Linked DNA regions of Sus scrofa: region 1 is linked to region 2. The links are chromatin contacts, called in public Hi-C maps. All regions are on one chromosome and are shown on one strand. The core of a region is the stretch at or near the end of the contact, and the rest is flanking DNA. Distances in the headings are between cores, read along the strand shown.

Region 1 (4,890 bases), core at 1,770-4,269, 280 kb before region 2:
ACCTTTTTTTAAAAAGCCTTAAAAAGTGTAAATATATACAGTCAGAATTTAAAGAGTAAAGATGATAAGCATTTTATTTACTTAAATTTTATTAACTAATAATTATAAAATTACTATTCTTGAGAGTTCCTGTTGTGGCACAGTATCTTGGGTCTGGTGTTGCTGTGACTGATGTAGACCAGCAGCTATAGCTCAGATTCTGCCCCTAGCTTGGGAACTTCCATATGCCTCGGATTTAGCCCTAAAAAAAAAAAAAAAAAAGTAATAGCTTTGGGGAGCTAGTGTGTAGGTAAGGATTTTTCCGTTAGGTTGAAGAATAATTAAGTAGCAAATCTTTCATGACTTTAAAGGCAAAGATTTTCATTTTATTGGTACAACTTGGATGCCTTGAAAATAGAAATTTGGATTGTAGAAGTCCTAAGGCTAATGAAAGCTTGAATTCAGAGTTACAGAGATCAGGTAAAATATAGGAACTGTGACAATTATTGTCTTTGTTCTGATGATAGGAAAAACTAGAAAACAGGGTTCACTCTCAAGTGAAAGGTATTACAGGAGAAATGTTTTTCACCAAAAGTATCCCTCCTGGTATCATCTATAGATCTCTTGGTTCAACTGGATAATATGCTATATGTTATGAGATCCTCCAAGACACTAAAATTTAGATTTTTTTTTCTACTAAATTTGTATTTAAGGGTGGAGGGCAGAAGCTGGTACACCCCTCACAGAGGACGACTTTGGATAGCAGCCACAGCCAAAAGACCTTCCCCTCAAGAAGTCTCAGAACTCCAGACTACCTATCTTGTTCTTCGTGGAAAAGGTAACAGCCATATATTCTTCTAATGTCATTCTTACTTTCTTTTTTATTTATTTATTCATTTTTTGTCTTTTTGTCTTTTTAGGGCCACACCTATGGCATATGGAGGTTCCCAGGCTAGGCGTCTAATTGGAGTTGTTGCTTCCTGCCTACGCCAGAGCCACAGCAGTGCCAGATCTGAGCCACATCTGCGACCTACACCACAGCTCACAGCAACAGCAGATCATAACCCACTGAGCAAGGCCAGCGATCGAACCCGAAACCTAATGGTTCCTAGTCGGATTTGTTTCTGCTGCACCACAACGGGAACTCCTCTTTTCTTATTTTTTCTTTTTTCATATTAGTTCCTAACACCAGAAATCAACCAACTGGTCTTAATTTTCTCAACTTTTTAAATTATGAGAATAAAGTAACTACTATAAATTCTAGGATCTTTAGATTGGAAAGAACAACCACAAATAAGAATTTTTTACTGGGAGTGACCCAAATAGATATCTCCTATCAAATTTGGACAGATCAAAGTTGGTTGCCTTAGGCAGTGAGTTTTGGGAATCATCTTAAGTATACTCAATTTGGGTCCTAAAAAACACTTTTGACCCATGGGTATCTTGGTTTCCTTCCTTTTCAGCCATACAGGTGTTTTGAAGGTAAAATGAGACAATAATTACAGAATCACTTTTAAAAGTTAAGAAACCAAGCTTTAGGAATCAAAAGTGCATGTTTCCTTAAAAATTCATTTCTGTTTTGACTGATATGACTGGGTTCTTTTAAAGTCATATTCTGACATTCTTATGTTTTTTACTACATTTCTGTGATTTTTCTCTTGACACCTCTGGCTTGTTTCTAAAACCCATCACCACCAAATCCAGTCTGGGGAGTTCCTGTTATGGCTCAGCAATAACGAACCTGACTGGTATCCATGAGGATGCTGGTTTAAGCCCTGGCCTCGATCAATGGGTTAAAAATCCAGCGTCGCTGTGAGCTGTGGTGTAGGTCACAGGCATGGCAGATCTGGTGTTGCTGTGGCCGTGACGTAGGCTGGCAGCTGTAGCTCTGATTGGACCTCTAGCCTGGGAACTTCGATATGCCATAGGTGCAGCCCTAAAAAAAAGAAAAAAAGGAAAAAAAAAATCCAGTCTGATCTAGTTGAGTATAGTAGAGTTGATTTTTTTGGAATAAAGTTGTGGGTTGTGGATAGTGGACTAAGCAGTAAATTTTTTTCTAAAATACAAACAATTGAACCAAATAAAAAGCCTCATTGTTTTCCTTTTGTCTACAAATAGATAATAGACAAAGTGATTTGTTCAGAGTTGAAAACAAACTTGTGAGTTCTAGGGTCACAAAAAAAGGAAATTTATGTAATCTTTCTATTATTCTTGATTCAGATGTGGAATTTCCAAATGACTATCCATCGGGTTGTCTTCTGGGCTGTGTAGACCTAATTGACTGCTTGTCCCAGAAGCAATTTAAAGATCAGGTGAGTAAAAAATATTTCTCTTGAATGGTTGCTTTGTTTGCCACCATAACTAATCTGTAGATCCTTCAACTCAGAATATCCTATAGATAGGAAGGTGCTGGAAAACCAAATTTAGACAGGTGAGGAGACTCTTTTAAGGAGAAGGTGTTGGGGAGAGAAAAGACCATGGCAGAAGCAGAAAGACATAGAGATGCTTTGTACCTAGTAGAGAGAGGACTGGTACATATATATTTCTGCCTAAAAAGCTATTGTCACAATCTAGCTAATAAGTGTAGAGTCCTCATGCTTCAATAAAAGTTTGCTGCTTTTGGCAAAGAAATCCTCCATTATTTCTAGGATTATTTTAATTATGTAGTGGGAATGGAGGAATTTGTTATTACTTATTTTGAACCATTTGGTCCAGGCCAGAGAATTTGTGATAGACAAGTATGTTTGAACTCTGATTTCCTGGATTTGGGTGTATGTTTGTATGCACATATTTTTGTTTGTTTTGCCTTTTTTTTTTTTTTTTTTTAGTGCCACACCCACGGCATATGGAAGTTTCCAGGCTAGGCGTCTAATTGGAGCTTCAGCTACTGGCCTACACCACAGCCACAGCAACACCAGATCCAAGCCACGTCTGTGACCTACCCCACAGCTCACGGCAACACTGGAACCTTGACCCACTGAGCAAGGCCAGGGATTGAACCTGCAACCTCATGGTTCCTAGTCAGATTTGGTTTGCTGCGTCACGGCGGGAACTCCTGTATGTACATATTTGTATGTATTTCTATTTATTTTAATTACTAAAGATTGAAGTGATGTAACTAAAGTACCTATTTGAACAGCAGAGGGAGCTGAAGGACTTTAGCTTAATTAGAAAAACTTGAGTGTTTTTCTTTTTTAGGGCCGCACCCATGGTGAATGGAATTCCCAGGCTAGGGGTTGAATGGGAGCTATAGCTGCTGGCCTTCCACTGCCACAGCAATGGAGGATCTGAGCTGCATCTGCAACCTACACCACAGCTCATGGCAATGCCGGATCCCCGACCCACTGAGTGCGTCTAGGGATCGAACCCACATCCTCATGGATGATAGTCAGCTTCGCTTCCACTGAGCCATGATGGGAACTCCTGAAAAACTTATAGGCTTAACATTTGGACACATATTAGCAGGAAGCCACAATGGAAGGTCTATCTTGAAGCATGAAGTGTCTTACCTAACAGTCTTGTTTTCCTGTGTTTTTGTACAGTTACTTTATGCTGTAGGAGTTCCACCACTGGGCTTAAGAAAATGTTCTTCCTAGCTTAGTTTTCCCAGTCTATTCTTTGTTTTCCATAGTCTTATTTGCCTTTCATTAGTGCTGTTAGTGTCTGCTTAAAAACAAAACAAAACAAAAACTGTTCCCACTCATCTCATTCTTTCTATCCCTTCCTCACAGATTTTAGCAGGTAGTTTTAGCCTCTAGTTTTGTGTTTGTTGTTTTTTTCTTGTGGATTGCCTCCTAAGCCCTTTTCTGATTACTTCATGTATATGAGTACAATGTTTGCCTTTTGGTATGAATTTTAACTCCTACCCTTTTGTTCTTTCCTTAATACCTGATCCAGAGTTAGGCAAAACTATAGCCATGCAGAGGCCCTTTGTTTTCCATACACTTGTGCCTCTTCTTTCTGTGGACCTTTTGTGCATTTTTTCAATATCTTCTTTCCTCTTCCATTCTTCTTTTTTTCAGCCTAGAAGTAATAATTATAAAAATTCCTTACATCTGAATTCCCATCGTGGCACAGTGGTTCATGAATCTGACTAGGAACCATGAGGTTGCAGGTTCGATCCCTGACCTTGCTCAGTGGGTTAATGATCCGGCGTTGCCTTGAGCTGTGGTGTAGGTTGAAGATGCGGCTTGGATCTGGCATTGCTGTGGCTCTGGTGTAGGCCGGTGGCTATAGCTCCAATTAGACCCCTAGCCTGGGAACCTCCATATGCTGCAGGAGTGGCCCTAGAAAAGGCAAAAAAAAAAAAAAAAAAAAAAAAATTCCTTATGTTGTATAGGGTTTTAGAGACTCATGAAGAGCTTAGTATAATTAATGTATTATATTTTCTTCTTAGGATATTTGCATTCTAAAAGGAAACTCAGGGAGTTCACTTCATGGCTTAAAGGTTAACAAACCCGCCTAGGATCCATGAGGATGTGGGTTTGATCCCTGATCTCGCTCAGTGGGTTATGGATCTGGCATTGCTGTGGCTGTGGTGTAGGCCAGCAGCTGCAGCTCCAGTTTGACCCCTAGCCTTAGAACCTCCATATGCAGCGAGTTGTGGCCCTAAAAAGCAAAAAAAAAAAAAAAAAAAGAACTCAGGGACTTCCTGTTGTGGTGCAGTGGAAACGAACTTGACTAGTATCCATGAGGATGCGGGTTCGATCCCTGGCCTCCTTCAGTGGGTTAAGGATCCACCTGGTGTTTCCATGAGCTGTGATGTAGGTCCCAGACATGGCTGGGATCTGTTATTGCTGTGGTGTGGCATAGGCTGGTGGCTGTAGGTCTGATTCGATCGCTAGCCTGGGAGCTTCTATATGCCAATTGTGTGGTCCTAAAAAGCAAAAAAATAAATAAATAAAATGAAAC
Region 2 (4,741 bases), core at 1,627-4,126:
TATAAGAGGGGTCAGACCTGCTTTCTCCAGGCCAGACACAAATGCACAGAGAGAAGCCCAGGTGGAGTGTCAAAAAAACAATGCAAGGACACTGCCCAGGGGCTGAAAAGCCTATACTCAGGAGATCCCAAGGTGACAGGAAGCAAGGAAAGAAAATACACAAGCTTAAAAACCAAAAAAAAAAAAAAAAAAAAAAAAAAAAAAGCCCAACAGCAGGGGCACCTGAGCCTGACAGTGCTGTCCCACCAGCCCTCCACACCTTGCCCCTGGACCCAGACAGTCCCGCCCCCTCTAGGCAATGTCCTCCCCTAGGCTAGACAGAGCACGTCACACAGCGCAGTTTAAAAAGCTTCTAATGCCAGTTCATAAACATCTTCATTTACTATTGGTGATTACATGTGAATAATATGTTTATACTGTTCTTTATGGAAAACAATTTCAACGAGTCAACTCTGAGAACACAATAGGCAACCCTCACCCTGAGCCCCTCAGCGTCCTTCCCTAGACAGCAAGGAGCCCCCTCCTCTGTCCCAGGGCTGCCTAACTTCCCCTCTTCCCCCACTGCGGCTCTTGGGCAAAGCATCCTCTATGACCATTAGTCCTCATCAGACAAGTTCTGGTCCAGGGGGTAAACCATGAACATCACATCTGGCCGAGAGGGAACACAGGGATGACCTGGACGCACAATCTCAAAGCCCAAGAAGCTGAAGGTCTTCAGGAGTGGAGCTGTAGAAGAGAAGAGTATAAAAAAGGGTTCTGATAAGAAACAACACAGGTAGGGTCAAATCAAGGGAAAACTCAAAAAACAAAGATGGAATAAATAAGCACTAGACCTCTACTAAATTTAGACTCCCAACCCCATGACTTCCCAGGGTGTGTAGGCCAAGCTCAGGAGCCTTGCTCTCGAGAGCCCCCTTTTCCTCTCCCCAGCCTAGGCAGCAGGTCTCAAGCTGCTCTGCCATCCACTCACCTCTGTCTTCCCGGCCCTTCCTGAAGCAGATGAAGACATAGTTCACTTTCATCTTCTCTTCAGCAAACTCTAGCAGTGCTAACAATCTGCAGGAAGCAAAGCAAACAATTCAGGCCCATTGCCGCTCTAAAGTTTTGCTCCAGCCCCCAAACCCCACCCCCCGACAAGGCTTTTCTGAGGCTTACACCCAGCACTGTGAACAGGAAAGCTTTGGGGAGTAGAAGAACTCAGGAGCCCTGAGTTCAGAAAAAAGTAAGCCACAATCCCTAAGAAAAATGTTACTGAATCATCTCTTCCTGGAGTAAAGGTTCTTCCTCTAAAATTATCACTAACCAATTTAACTAATGCAGTTCTACAAGAAAGGATGGGACCTACAGGAATAGAACTCAGTTTCTGAGGGGTCCTCCAAAGCTGCTAAGTGTGATGATAACATCTGCTGCTGAGAGGACTCTGGGCCCCAATACTGCCTAAAAGGATTTCCTCAAGAGGGCGGAGCCGTTCAAAGGAACTCCATCCTCAGGACTGTTTCTTACACACCTGGGAGCTTGGAAGGCCTTGCCCAATCCAATGAGATACCACTGTATCTCTGAGCTCCTCGCCTTCCAAGTGCACCACTGTAATGGTGGCTCAAGGAGGGTCTGATGTCCACTGGGAAGACTGAACCATGCGGTGATTCAATGATGGGAATATGGTTAATGTGATGATGATCTGCTTTCATTATAACAAGCCTGTTTTACTGGCTAAAAATAACCTGTTACAGAATCCTATATACCTGGGCAGCCTAGAGCTAGGGGAGAAGGCAGACTCCCTACCCGTCTGCTGTCCCCAGTAAGCATACACCTTTCTCTAGAGTAGACTGCCAGCCCTTCCCAACATGTGCTCCTTACCCTTCTTTGCTCCCATCAGCTAATAATCCATCTGGGATTTCTACAAACAGGCTCTGGCTGGACAGGACTGCATCCCAGGAAGAGACCTTCACCTCGGTGACCTCATACTGGAAGTGGACGATGTGAGGTTTTCCATCGTTCACAGGGAGGTCCTGGGTCACAGTGAGCTTCTCGTCCTGGGAGGATATCAGGTCAGAGGACCAGGTCACTACTGCTTCTGGCCACATCAGAGGCACCCTAAGCTGGGTGGCGCTGAGAGTCCTCTTGGGCCAACCTCGGGGTAGCATGGGATAGAGGGCATGCTGAAAATGTAGATGCTGGTAAAATGGAGCCATTCATTGGCCTAAAAGCTAGCATGATAGGAAGGGAAGTATTTACCAAGAGTCCACCACATGCCAAGAACTGCGCAAGCAAGGTATTGTTTCATTTTTCAGTCACCACTGCAAGCACTTGAGGTAGGCATCAGTATCCTCGATTTAAACCCAAGATACCAGGGGCCCAGAACAATTAAACAACTGACCCAAGGCTCCACAGTGAGAAAATGGCAGAGCTGAGATTCAAATCGGGTCTCCCTGACTAAACGCCCATACTTACCCTCCAAACCCTATGCTCTTTCCTTTCCACCTCTCAAAGAGAAATCTCAGGAACAAATGAGGGTGTACATGAGGGCTCAGCCGGGACACAGGTCAACCCAAACTGGCGCAAAAGACCAGGACAGTCTCAAGAGCCCACGACTCGGCTGCCCTGCTACCCTTCAATGCGAGTCTTAGAACCTAAGCCAATGTCTAGGCTTACAGAAGATTTAAAGGCAGTCAAGGTGATGGGGGAGTGAGACGCAAGGATCCCTCTCCTTACCACCCACCCCAGACTATTCCATCCCCCAGTCTGGTCAGGGACAGAAGTCAGAATGCCGAGAGGACAATGGGAAAATTCCTTCTGGCCCTTGGTATTTCTCAAGAGGAATGGAGGAGTAGCACCAGCGAGAGCTCCTGCATGCCTCCACTCAGCCTCCTCTTACTGTTCCCCCTCCCACTCAGTGCTGACCGAAGCTGAGAGGATGGCACGGTGTTTGCTTGGTGCTGAGGATCCTCCCTGTACTCCCCAAAGCCTCACAGCAGCCTCAGCTGCAAGTCCTTCCCAGTCCTCCTTACTGGCCTGGCCTGAGACTCCGAAGATTAAGGAAAGTGACCACTGCCCGAAAGCAGACACCCAGCAGTGTCAGAGAAGGCGCTGCTCCAAACCCTCCACCCCAAAGTCCTCCTTACCTTATATATTAGAGCTGAGACAGAAGGATCCCTGCCGCCCCCTCGCCCACCGGGGATCTTCGACAGTGGGTGAGGGGCATCAGGAGCACCACAGAGGCCCCGGAACAATGTGCCTGCAGCACTGGAGCTGGGGACAGTTACTCAAAGGCAAGATACTACTGCAAGAGACAAGTGAGACAGTAAACACAAAGCCTTAATTAAACATTTAACTCGGCACCCCCCCCCCCCCCGCCCCCGGCTCTCGCTAAGCAAGTGCTGCCTCAACACCTGCCCCAGGCCTTTGGGTTGCAGCTCTTAGAACGACTCTCCCAAAGGGCAGGAAACCCACCATCCTGCAGAGGCACGGAGAGTCCCAGAAGGGATCGGGGAGTTGAGCTGGATGGTCTGACCAGAGGAGCCCCTGTCAAACAGCCAACAAATCTCTGTGCCACCCACAGACCTTGGAAAAAACCAGACACTAGCCTGCCTACTAGGCCCACAGCTCCATACCCCCACTAGGCCCCTCTTTTTCATACCCCAACCGTGTCTCAACAACCCATGTGGCAGAGTGACAAACCCTACACAATCACTTTAGACTGGAGAGGCATATGGGCCTCAGGAAGTCACATGGAGTGTGTATCGTGTCCCTGAACTACTCCTGAGGCCACTTTTCCAATGATGGCCTCCTCAATCTGAACAATGGAACTAGACAAGAAGTCACTTACCCAAATCCCTTTAGGGTCAAGACTGAATCAAATCCAGGGATTTGGCTCCCGGAGAGGAGGTACACTACAGTACACAGTGTGGTATGGTATCTGAGTTTGTCCCTGGCATGCCACCAAATGCAGAGTTACCCTTTGCTGGAACTGACCCGGGTGTGGGGGTTCTGGTAATACTGATGTGATGTGATCAGAATGGACACTCAAGTGTGTGTATATTGCAGGCGTGGGGGTCGCTGAGGGGAGGTACACCTGCTGGGACCTGGGTAAAGAAGCCAATTATCAAATGGATCAGAGGGTGAAGGGCTTCTAAAGGAGCGCCTGTCACCTCCAGGTGTGTCCCTTCTGGACCACCATGATTTTTCAGGTGGGACCAATGGGACTCCAAATCTGCTCCGTGCCTTCTATGAATCCAATTTACTGGCTCTTTAAGCTGAGCTGTAGCTCACTCCACAGGCCCAGGGCAAGTGAAACAAGGAAAAGAGGAAGCCAGTCTGTGCATTTAACACCATGACTCAGCACCAGGCCTGGCCCCAGTGCCCCAGCACCTAGCCACAGGGCAGCTGGAACTCAGAGGGGAACATACACGGGAGGGTGTGGCCATGGGCTGCTGGGGCCAGCTCACCCAATCTCTCTCCAACTATAGTTGCAACTAGTGATACATGTTGGTAACTTAAATCAGCCACAGGGGGTGTATTTAAACCACAGAAACCAGCAAACGCCATAAATCAAGACCATTCTGTCCCCCTGAAAACCATCTGTAAAATGATGTGAGGCACCACTCTATACACTGTCCTTTGCTTTCGATGGCACGGGGTAGCAGATTTGGGTTCTTCACCTAGTCTCAGAGCGATAGAACTGAACTCACACCTAACACGGCAATGGTATGAAAAAACTAGAGGCGCACCTCACTCAGACCCC

Evidence for each region. A called contact is a pair of places that touch in the nucleus more often than the background predicts.
Region 1: a contact with region 2 is called in a Hi-C map of omental adipose tissue, with 2.1 times the contacts expected there. The contact joins two enhancer-like sites. A contact is called at or near these places in 2 of 5 promoter capture datasets (fetal skeletal muscle and liver), 23 of 47 Hi-C or Micro-C datasets (adipocytes, alveolar macrophages, blood and 12 more) and 2 of 2 datasets of contacts at active chromatin or transcription factors (alveolar macrophages and skeletal muscle).

The regions. Positions count from the first base shown.
Region 1 is chr1:107,612,965-107,617,854 of Sscrofa11.1, reverse strand. It overlaps TRIP4 (activating signal cointegrator 1), which reads left to right. Exons shown (of 12, transcript XM_021093826.1): 9 at 693-817; 10 at 2,200-2,291. Among named protein-coding and RNA genes, the nearest start is that of ZNF609, 32 kb to the right of the region's middle. Within about 2 kb of position 3,019, at least 3 of the 83 cell types and tissues checked have an H3K27ac peak or open chromatin away from gene starts, as enhancers often do. A contact at or near this core is called in omental adipose tissue, where this site is marked.
Region 2 is chr1:107,334,071-107,338,811 of Sscrofa11.1, reverse strand. OAZ2 (ornithine decarboxylase antizyme 2) reads right to left here. Exons shown (of 5, transcript NM_001301326.1): 2 at 3,123-3,277; 3 at 1,858-2,033; 4 at 971-1,056; 5 at 337-726. The coding sequence ends at 596. ZNF609 (zinc finger protein 609) reads left to right here. Exons shown (of 9, transcript XR_002344510.1): 9 at 1-204. Among named protein-coding and RNA genes, the nearest start is that of OAZ2, 11 kb to the right of the region's middle. Within about 2 kb of position 2,876, at least 28 of the 83 cell types and tissues checked have an H3K27ac peak or open chromatin away from gene starts, as enhancers often do. A contact at or near this core is called in omental adipose tissue, where this site is marked.